Regions from separate parts of the Bombyx mori genome. Here region 2 is linked to region 1. Evidence: chromatin contacts called from public Hi-C data. All regions are on one chromosome and are shown on one strand. Each heading gives the region's core, a stretch centred on a gene start, on an enhancer-like site or on the middle of the called end of the contact. The rest is flanking DNA. Distances are from core to core; before and after follow the strand shown. Region 1 overlaps LOC101739428 (CYFIP-related Rac1 interactor B). Region 2 holds the start of LOC101739088 (nuclear envelope phosphatase-regulatory subunit 1).

Region 1 (6,396 bases), core at 1,529-4,028:
GCTGAAGTCCAAGGGCGATGGTAACCACACACCTTCAGGCGTGCCGTATGTTCGACTGCTTACAAGGGCAATAAAAAAACCAGTATCATTACATAGTATAAAACAAAGTCGCTTTCTCTGTCCGTATGTATGCTTAGATCTTTAAAACTGCACAACAGATTTTTTTTAATAGATAGTGATTGAAGAGGAATGTTTATATATATACTTAATAACATCCATAAAATAGTGGAGAAATCAATAATAAATTACAGTTTCCGAAGCAAAGCTAGGGCGGGTCGCTAGTAAATAATAAAACAAATAACAAAAGAGTTGTTCGTCTCATTTTTATAGTACAGCGTTTGCCCAACCCTTTAAGCTGGTACGCATTCCCGGTAGAAATAGGCTGGTAGTACCTACACGTGCGGGCCCTATCACAAAATTCAATTGAAGGACTAAATTCAACGCTAACCTTCCGTTGGTAATGTTTGACTGACATTATATTATTCCATTGTCACTAATAAGGCGAGAACATACGCATTGTATTGGAAACCGCGCAAGGTGTCCTTACGGGTTTTAGATGATTTGGATGACAAAACTACGGTATTATATGCAAGAATTCCAGCTACCATCTACGGTACAGGATAAAATATGATATTTACCCAATAATATTTTCTTTATTTGTTAAGGAAAATATATTATAATATAATTGAATGTAAAACATTGTAATTAATCAAGTTATAAGGAAGGAAACAGCTAATGTATGCAGAGCATTGGCGATTTCGATAGATGTTGGACGTTGGCAACAAGCTTTGTAATTAGATGGGTGGACGAGCTCACAGCCCACCTGGTGTTAAGTGGTCACTGGAGCCCATAGACATCTACAACGAAAATGCGCCACCCACCTTGAGATATAAGTTATAAGGTCTCAGTATAGTTACAACGGCTGCCCCACCCTTCAGACCGAAACGCATTACTGCTTCACGGCAGAAATAGGCATAGCGGTGGTACCTACCCGTGTGGACTCACATGAGGTCCTACCACCAGTAAAATGTAATTCATAAAATTTCGATAGCGTAATAAATAATAGTATTCGCCCAATGATCTGAATTCGGCCGTAATAAGTGACACTTCTAGATTTAGATTTCACAAATCGTATTTTTGTCGGAAATTGGTTTTAAAGGTTTTGATTTTATTTTAAAATTCTAACATTTTTCCATAACAAGGTGAAAAAAAGCTAACATTATTGAAAACACTAAAGCTCATCACTAAAGCTACGCTTATCAACCGATCGTAATGTTTACGTTGTATTACTAGTAATAAATGAGTATCGTTTAATAAAACTAATAAATCTGCAACATTATACTGACACACGAACTGCATTATTGTTGAATTATTGAAAGCGAGGCAGATAATGTACGTACGTAATGTATGTTGACGCGGGTCGTGCCCAATAAAATGCCTAATCTATGGTAACAATGCCCCTGGAAATAAACGATGAAGCATTTCTCACGCGAGTAGTGATTGTTTTGATTGGATGATTGTGGCGTACTGTGTACAAACGAGGAGGGAACAAAACAAAAAATGTGTATACGTATGATGGGTTAACTAAGGTCGAATATCAATAGCTTTTACTAAATGGTAACGTAATGGGGAGTCTTATATTTTTTACGGATTTAAAGTTAGCGTAATATCTCAAGTTTGAATCGCATTTTGGTATTTTGGATCTAAACACAAAAATAAATGTTGTGAAAAACTTCAAACCTCTACTACCTACTGGTAGTAATCTCGAGGGGTTATACTAGCTTCACCGAACATGTGGGCGAACTCACAGGGCTCAGCCTGGGAGACTGCTACCATCTGCTCTAGCAAGAGTGGTGTTTCGCTGAATCTACCACCGGATCAGAATCGCGACCCTCTGAGAAGATTTGGCGAGAAGCTCAGAGGGCTCAGATTACGTGATTTCGGCCATTTGTATTAACTGGTTTAGCTCGCCATCTATATACTATCAAGATCTTAATCAGGACTACATATAGTACGTATTATATTATATATTTTTACCAAAACAGAAACGGTACCTAGTGTACAAAGATTCAAATAATAGTGAGAAGCGGACGACACATCTGTTTGTTCGTTAAATTTATGGCATACACCCATTTGTTGAAGACTTCTCTGGCGTCATCTATTGTACGCGGCACTATGAAAATAAACTTCCGTGACGCGTCAGCAACAACTGCACTAAGATTCAAGTGAAATCGGATAACACACATGAGCGGCAAACAAAAAATCATATTTTGGTTGTTTGGGGTGCGCGCTACGTTTTGTCCTTAGGTACTCAAAACACGAAGTAAAAAGATAATGTTCGCTGTCGGGATAAGTGTGAGTAAATGTTTGCACTACTGTATGGAGTATAGCGCTCGTGATTACCGACCGGTAGGCGGGTTTATGTTGACCAAATAAAGCCGAGGGTTAGTTAGGGGTATGGGGATCACGGGTTGTGAATTCAATGGAATCCTTTATATTTATTTAGGTTATTTTAGCTGTCAATTATATTTTGCGTGCTGTTTGATACAAAAGGGCGAGATTTCAATTTTAAATTTCCGTAGTTGGGCACGAGAGCAATATTCAGGGCGGCTGGACATAATCTGTGTGGGCTCACAGTACGCCCAATGACCAGTTACCATTTAAATTAAGGAAACAGGATATCAACTATCAGACTAACTCGTCAACTTTACGTCACCTACGTTTGATAACGTGACATTGTGCTATACGAGGGTGCAGTCGTGAATTGACGGGGAGGCCTATGTCGAGAAGGGACACTAGTGGGCCGAAGATTTAAAAAAGTCTTCGAATACGAAATACTTGTGATGACGGTGAGGTATTTAACATTACTTCCACGATTCACATTTTTATATGCATTTTAGGATTTTACTTTTAAATAAATAGGTGATCTCTGGGTCTACGATGGGTTACCTTTATTTTATGTACTGTGTGTCTCGTGGGGAATATTTTGAAATTTTACTCGAAATGATGAATGAAGAAGAGTTTATCGATGCTATCTAGAAATGGTTACCACCAGTGGCTATGAAATGAATTCTCTACGGTATTTTTCGAGCTCCATGACATTATCTTCTTCAAATGAAGAGTCACAGCTTGGCTGGCGAAGGTGATTACTTAAAGTCAGATGTACCGTATACTAATCTGTCTCTAAAGGCAACAAAAATAGCGATAAAATTTGTAATTATCCGAGTTTTACTGTGATAGTGGGCGTAACCTTTCTCGATGCAGCTTTCACGGAGCCTTGAACACCCTCACGTGTTTCTCTCGTATTTATTAATAAAATAACTGAGCCAATGAACATGTTTATATGATGTCATTCTGGTGTAAAGTTTCAAGTTCACGGTTTATTTGAACAATGTTTATATTTGTGCAAGGTTAAACTCGGGTGCATACTTTACGTCCCTTGCGATCCTCTCCGGACGGGCGCCGATGTGTGCTGACAATGCGCATACCTTTTCTTCCAATTTTTGCAAATTAAGTACCGGTATGAACGTGTGCTGCGAAGCCTAATCTTAAAAGTTCATATCTAGAAATATTTCTGACTAATTGAGCTATCTCGTCACTGAGTTATCAGTACGAAAATAAAGTTGGTTTCCGCTGACGACTAGATTGAACTACATTGACAAAACATACACAGAATGACTTCTCATTCGATTTGGAATAGTTTGTCATACTTATTCTAATTCTATAATTTTAATAAGTGCATATCTCAGATTTTAAATGTTTCCTATAATGTAAACTGTATATTGGGTCAGTTGTCATGTTAAAATAAAATGGTAAAACGGATCAGGTAATACAGTATTTATTATGTATCCGCAATTTAATTTTTTTGTAAAATATTGTAACTTTATCTATTAATTGCTTAACCAATTTTTTTCTACGTGGTTTTAACATTCATTTATAAAACCAAAGTTAGTCATTTCTAAAATTAATTTTAACATGTATATGTGGTCAGCTGCAGAATTGCATGTATATCTTAATTTGTATTATACTTACTGATGATATAATACTTACTAATATGATTTTTTTAAAGTAATACCACTGCCATTTTTTTATTTTTATTTTTTTGCTTAGATGGGTGGACGAGCTCACAGCCCACCTGGTGTTAAGTGGTTACTGGAACCCATAGACATCTACAACGTAAATGCGCCACACACCTTAAGATATAAGTTCTAAGGTCTCAGTATAGTTACAACGGCTGTCCCACCCTTCAAACCGAAACGCATTACTGCTTCACAGCAGAAATAGGCGGGGCGGTGGTACCTACCCGTGCGGACTCATAAGAGGTCCTACCACCAGTAATTACGCAAATTATTTTTTGCGGGTTTGATTTTTATTACACGATGTTATTCCTTCACCGTGGAAGTCAATCGTGAACAATTGTTAAGTACGTATTTCATTAGAAAAATTGGTACCCGCCTGCGGGATTCAAACACCGTTGCATCGCTATATACGAATGCACCGGACGTCTTATCCGGAGGTTTGGTCATTTATTGAAGTCATGTGATCATTTAAATATCCTTTTCTTGATATGGTAGTTGATAAAAGACAACAGAATTTAGATTTATAAATATTGCTATCTCAACGTTTAATTTGATAATATTTTTTGAAGTGTTAGACTAGTTTTATTTAAACTACGTCTCTATTCTGTGATATCATGTTTAATATTTGCTGAAGTGTATGTATATCTACTAAGCCCCTAAAGTCAGTTGAATTAGTATCACGGTTTCGTACTTTTCAGAATTTAATGATTACAAACTATGTAAGTGATGACTTTGCAATTTAAATAATATTACCTTCCATGAATAATAGTCTATCTGGCTATCACATAATGCCAACTCATAGTAAATCATATGTCAATTCAAACAGTTAAATAACTACTGTTATGATCCCAATTCCTAATGAAATGTTATCCCTATCATCAGAACTATAGGCAATCTCTTTTCAATAATTATTAGTGATAAAACAACAGCAAAAACAATAACTTGCAAGGAAATTTATTAAATTTAATAAAAAAAGAACAATATTGCTGCATGTTTGATTTGAAGGTTGGGATAGCTGCTTTATGCTCAATACTAATGGAACTTATTTCACTTAAGTAGGATGATGGCATTCTGATTATGGCGACGATGGGCTTCTGTGCCAAATCATTTTTCAAAATTACAGACAATGTCATTATTATTAACAGTGTGAGAAGATATCAGTGTAGCGTCATAATTTTATCTGTAAAATATATCAGTAGATTGATTGGGTCCTTTCAAGGTACACATACATAAAAAATTTATGATAATTTACAAACGTTCTTGTGTGAAAACTATAGGTTTGTCTGTCATTGAAATGAAAATAATTTCAGCTCATTTAATATCATAACAAAGTTGCTGAATGTAAAAATTTCAAATTAATCTAAGACCCGTTTCCAAAAAGGTAGCCATGAAAAATTTGTAGTGACTACCAATGGTAAATTTATTTAAGTATAAAATACAAAATAATGAATCCTCAAAGAAAAATCAAATGCGACACAGAAACCTGGTAATACCATGTCATTATTATATTCTGCTATCTATTAAGTAATTATTATATAAATTGCTTTGTTAGAAATTCATTTATACAATCTATGAGAGTGAAATAAGAAGTTATCTCAAATCTATGAACAGGTTGTTTTTTTTTCCTACCTAAATTGATAGCCTTGAGAGGCTATTTCAGCGGAACCTTAACTAGTAGGTGAGCTCACGGGGATCAAACCTGACGACGTTGCTAACACGAACCCTAGCAAGAGCCGTGCTTCGCAGAATCTACCAAAGGATCGGAAACGCGACCCACTGAGAAGATCCGGTGAGAAACTCAGTGGGCTGTGTCTGGGGGTTAACAACAGGTTGTAACTGAATCTATTGTGGAGCTTTGTTAAAAAGTAACAGTCACATAAAGAACATTTTTTTACCACACAGCCACAAATCCTATAGATTTTTCCAATCCTATGGATTCCTAATATAATAATGACAAACTAAAATTATATTGTTTACTTTAATATCCATTTATTTTTATGAACATTATTGTATTACACTGTATTGTACAGGTGACAATAAAAAGGTTCTAGAAAATTAATGAACACTAGATATAATTATATTTGTTTGGACTATACTTAATGTAATAATTAAATATTATATGATATCATAGTCTATACTCTTGTGTACACTGCAATTTATGTCACTTATGAAACAATTTTTTTAATATGTGTTTATGTGAAATTTACGTAGTCTAATGGGAAATACACTCAATGTACAGAGTGATAGATGGTGGGTTCATTTCTTTAGGGCTTGTATTGATTTGTCTAACAAAAAATCTTCTTTTTCTCCACCTTAT
Region 2 (5,646 bases), core at 120-2,619, 48 kb before region 1:
TTAAATATCAGAACACCATGAGTTTACATAGAACACCACAACTACGCCAAAACTATCAGTAAATCGGCACGATTCAATTGACCACTTATTTTATTTCATCCCATACCACACCTTTTAAATGTTATAATAAAGTTCGTTTTTCTTTATTTTTTGTATAATTGCCATGTTTTTTTTTACTGTCTAAAAATGATCGTCCGGCATATTGGTTACGTTTCCTTTGCTTGTCGAATGGTCCATTATAATAGTAAAATTAAATGATAGAAAAATTGATAAAATTTCTACAGGACTCAAATTGTAATACCGGTAAAATGGGGCGATTAGGGATTGAAAGGCGAATCGGGAAAAAACCGGGAAAATCTTTCGACGCTCAATATAAGTTTTATATTCGTTGCAAAATCTTAAATTTTTTTGTAGTTTAATAGTAGAATGTTGAAAGTTCACAAAACAACTCTGAATATGCATGATAATAGCTGCTAACTTATAAAAAATCGCGTTTCAAATTAACTTCCTGTGGTGGTAATTATTTTAGTGCTAGAAACTTTGCTCTCTTTTATTTATTTGATAATAATAGAAGACGACTATGATTTATAAACGTTATTTAGTGTTTGAACCAGCATATATATTAAAGGTAAGTCTCAGTTGTTATTGGTTTTAATGTATTTGATTAAATAAAAATACATGTAAAAATCTATTGTTTTTGGGGATATTGGGGACGTGTTAGGTACAAATAACAACGAAAAAGGGGTCAATTGGGATGAGAATACGTGAAATGGAAACGACCTAAGTATAAATAGATACAGGTTTGTAGGGTTGTCTATGTAGTTATAACAATATTTTTTAAATTTGTTGGTAAAAATCTGGTTTATCGAAGCGAAATTGGGAATAAGTCTTTAGTTGAAATAGATAAGCAATTTAATATAAGTAAGTCGATTTTGCAGAGACATGTAACAAGATCAATGAAATCTCAAGGTGGACAAAAATGTCTAAGTAATACATAATAAAATATTTAATATCTGTTCAGAGTGGGGGTATTCATCTGATTAATCCATGGAATAACCGACACACCTAATCTCTTAACCCAGATAGAAATATCAGCCCCTAAGTACTTACCAAGAACGGAGAAATATAAACCGTTTCTAAGAAAGCCCACTATATATATATAAATATATATATATATATATATAGTATATATATTGTTGTTATTGCACTGTCGATTGCACCTATAATTGAGGTGATGTCTGCCATATACTTTTGTCAGTTTTTCAATTTTTTTTATTGATCATCACTTTTTTGGTGCAACTAAATAAATAAATAAATTAAAACTATATATAAAAATAAAAGTAGTGCCAACCCTAGCAAATTTCTCATTTCGTCCCAATTAACCGCAATTTTCGGGTAAATAGGGATTACACCTATTTTTGCATTTTTTGCTTAAACTGGAATGCTAGTTGCATAATTTTAAATTAGACAACAAAGATGCCCCCAAGACTCAATCATTTTGATCCTGATATAGCATTATATACATCAACAACTACCCTAAAATTGCTCATAAAGTTGGAATTTGTCCCTAATCGCCCCATTTTACGGTATCTAATTACATGACAAGAAAACATTAATATGTGATAATTTTCAACATTAACAAATTTGTCTTTTAAAATTAAATAATGTCGCTCGAACAAACTGCTTGTGATGGTTAGTATTTGTCATTAGGTTATGTCCGGCGATCGAGATTCTCTGTTTTGTAAATAAATAGCAACTTGCGTTTATTTTGCACATCATTGATTTAAATTTAGGCCTATTTGTGTGTTTAAGTTGTTTACTATATATCGTTTTCACATTAGATCTAATAATGCAAATCTTCAAAATCACTTACGATTTTTAATGTACAATTTTGTCGTTACGATTTTGATAAATAACCCTTTATGATTAATGATACTGAGTAGTCATAATTACAGATTTGAAAGCTTTTGAGCGTCGTTTAACTGAAGTGATAGCATGTCTCCAACCAGCTACAATGAGATGGAGAAGTAAGTACTTATACTATTTTTATAATACATACCTAGCTAGTTCTAGAGCTAAACTGCAACAAAAAAGCATAGTTCTCAGTGGATGGCTCGCACAAAGATCTACAAAACCAATTACTGAAACAGCTGTGAATAGTCGAGCTGATCAGTGATAAAATATACCTTAAAGTAATGGACTTAGTCTATACATTTAAATTATACACTTGTTAAAAAATGAGATAAATAAGAATAATATATTTTTCATTAATACTTCGATTAAACTATTTACAACTTTGTTTAAAACTTAATTCCAGTTCTACTGACAATTGTGTCAGTTTGTACAGCAATAGCAGCATACCATTGGTTGATGGATCCTCTGACACCTGTAGTCTCGCTCACACAGTCTTTGTGGAATCATCCCTTTTTTGCTGTGACCTCTACATTATTGGGTAAGATAAATCGATGCTTCCAATGAACACTAACTCAAAATTTTGAAATTTTCGTTTTTCACGTGAATCGCTTCACTATTTTAAAAGTATTACAAATTCATTATTAATAGGGTTCGAAGCAAGAGTAAATCAGCTAGTTACACAAGAAAAAACCATAAAATCTTTATTATTGCAGATATATTTATCAACTTTTTTCGTTTAAACTCCTCCTTATACATACGAATTTGGAGTTAGTGTTCATTATGGAATAAAATATGGAAATTAATCATTGTTTTTATTTACTTTATGTATATGTAATTCATGTGATTGTTTTGATTGACAAATATATTTAATTCAACTGCAGTTGCAATTAGTGCCAACTGTTGACCTCAATATACTTAAACAATAGTGATATGAATAAAATGTTGTATTTAATTTATAAAAGCCCATAGCAATAGCTAATAAATGAGAATTAAACAATTTCTTATGGTAAAAGTGTTTACATTCCAATGCAACTGTTTACTGTTTAGTACTATTGAATGAACTATCATCTTGTTAAATAGCGAATTAATTGTAGCAAAAAAACGATTACTTTCTTACAGTTTTGCTATTCATGATTGGAGTACATAGAAAGGTAGTGGCTCCTAGCATCATCACAGCGCGCACTCGCTCCATACTTAATGACTTCAACATGTCTTGTGACGATACTGGCAAACTTATTCTGAAGCCGAGACCAGCAAATAGCTCATTATTTTAAATATTATCTAACTTTGTACATATCTTTAAATATTAAATATAAGAATAAACTTGTTTTTATTTTATTATTGTTTTGTTTTTCAAATATGTATTAAGCTATTATAAATATAGTGATTTAAGTTTTCTATATTATCTTATACCTTTAAACGAGCAATTCTTGTATATATATAATATGAATCTCGGAAACGGCTCCAACGATTTTTTTGAAGTCGTCGTGGCCTAAAGGATAAGACGTCCGGTGCATTCGTATGTAGCGATGCACCGGTGTTGGAATCCCGCAGGCGGGTACCAATTTTTCTAATGAAATACGTACTCAACAAATGTTCACGATTGACTTCCACGGTGAAGGAATAACATCGTGTAATAAAAACCAAACCCGCAAAATTATAATTTGCGTAATCACCGGTGGTAGGAGCTCTTGAGAGTCCGCACGGGTAGGTACCACCACCCCGCTTATTTCCGCCGTGAAGCAGTAATGCGTTTCCGTTCGAAGGGTGGGGTAGCCGTTGTAACTAAACTGAGACCTTAGAACTTATATCTCGAGGTGGGTGGCGCATTTTACGTTGTAGATGTCTATGGGCTCCAGTAACCACTTAACACCAGGTGGGCTGTGAGCTCGTCCATCCATCTAAGCAATAAAAATAAAAAATAGTATACAGGAGATTTCGGGGGCGATAAATCGATCTAGCTACGATTTATTTTCAGAAAATATTGTTTTATTCGTGTTTTTAATAATCAACTCTTCCCGACGTCTATTGGCGAATAATAATACTATTTTTCTTAATTGAGGGTAGATATGTGTCGTTCGTTCAATTTTAGAGATTCAGATCCTGTACTGACTTGTTGACAAAATGATCCGGTTCGTACGACCCGTTCAGTCGAACGTTTGGATTACCGTTTATCACATCAATTTATGACGTAAATAATATGATCAGTTTACTGGCTGGATAAAGTCTAGTATTGAATAACAGCTTAAAGGAACTGTTATAGTTCGATTGTTTACGTGAGATCAAAACAATCCAAATGCGTTATGCGACATTATGTGACAACGAACGACTAAGCGAGACGGGCGCGGGGCGAGACGCGGCAACCCGAAATGACCCGAATGACTGTCATCCGTATGGTTCTTTTCTTCTGATTCGTAGGTTTTGTGTTAAACGAGCCAATTTAGTGAACGACTCATATTTTTTGAAGTGACCCTATCGTTCGCGCGGAATTTGAGACCCGGGTCGTTTGATTCGTTCGTTCGCGAACGACACATACCTAATTGAGGGCAAGTAACCGCTTTAAAGACATAAGATGGTGTTATCATAAAAAAAACGAGCAAAGCTCGTCATCATCTAGTTCATATTAAAACGAATTACAAAGGACCAGATTAAAAGTTGCAGGACAGGTCAAGTATGTAACTCATCATAAAATAAAACAACTTTAATACAAGTGTCTATTAAATTTTATTAAATTACATAACTTTGGTGTGTTTTATATACAACAAATAGGATAACTAAAGAAAACAGACAATAGTTATCATACAAACATGCATAATTTATTAACAAAATTTATAATGAAGTACAATTTTCAACAATACTTATCTGTTAATGTTATGTATATATTATGGTAAAGTAAAATGAAAAATGTGATAAGTAGTTGTTATTATTCTAACAGAAAATGTAGAAATTTGAAACTCTTTAGGGCAGCTATTGCTAAAACGGCCCTAATATGCACTTTTCATGATTAGAGTACTTATACTGACGAAACTCAAGACATGCATTAACCCAGAATACTCTTAGACTCATCATGGAGTTTAATAGGAAAATCAAAAAGAAGTACTCACAAAAATAGGATTATACAAAATTTTTGGCTTCTGGGCAGTGAAAACGTACATAAATTTTGCTTATTCTTCAATTAACTTCATCAATTCCTAAGTAAATGCAATTTGGAGTGTCAATGTAACACGCATACTGCAAAATCTTACAATTCTATAAAAATTTCAGTGTGTATAATAGAACTAATAAAATATTGTGCTGATAGTGCAAATATGTATCTATTATATTATGCTAATTTAGATAACGATACTAATTTACTATGCTACACAAAAAAAACCTTGTGCTACAGTGACAATAATATATTGTAGTATAAACAACGATATTAAAGTATATAAATATTTAGAAATGCATTTTTAATGTTACATTTGATATTAACTACAGAATAAAAGGCTATTAAGTTAAAATGAAAATCATTACATATATTAATGGAATTTGAAATAACTACATTTATTTATTAAAATCTGTTAAAATCAGGCAGTCTAGTACTCTTTAGAACTTTTTATGGAGAAGTCATTTTGAGCGTTATTATTTATTAAGTATTTTTTTCTTATTATACAATCTAGTCATACAATGAAATTTTATAAATGCTACTTTTAAAGTTTTCAGTCATTTGACTTTGAGTTACAAGAACAGATT

What was found. A called contact is a pair of places that touch in the nucleus more often than the background predicts.
Region 2: a Hi-C map of midgut shows a contact between it and region 1, with 1.7 times the contacts expected there. The contact joins the promoter of LOC101739088 here to the enhancer-like site in region 1. A contact is called at or near these places in 3 of 7 Hi-C or Micro-C datasets (midgut and whole pupa).

The regions. Positions count from the first base shown.
Region 1 is chr11:10,084,758-10,091,153 of ASM3026992v2, reverse strand. All of the region lies in intron 1 of LOC101739428 (CYFIP-related Rac1 interactor B), which reads right to left. Among protein-coding and RNA genes, the nearest start is that of LOC101739428, 4.5 kb to the right of the region's middle. Within about 2 kb of position 2,778, at least 6 of the 8 cell types and tissues checked have open chromatin away from gene starts, as enhancers often do.
Region 2 is chr11:10,132,186-10,137,831 of ASM3026992v2, reverse strand. LOC101739088 (nuclear envelope phosphatase-regulatory subunit 1) reads left to right here and starts at 1,369. Exons shown (of 4, transcript XM_021351588.3): 1 at 1,369-1,692; 2 at 1,956-2,027; 3 at 2,318-2,452; 4 at 3,034-3,252. The coding sequence starts at 1,665. The coding sequence ends at 3,188. It overlaps LOC101739428 (CYFIP-related Rac1 interactor B), which reads right to left. Exons shown (of 5, transcript XM_004931519.5): 5 at 4,615-5,646.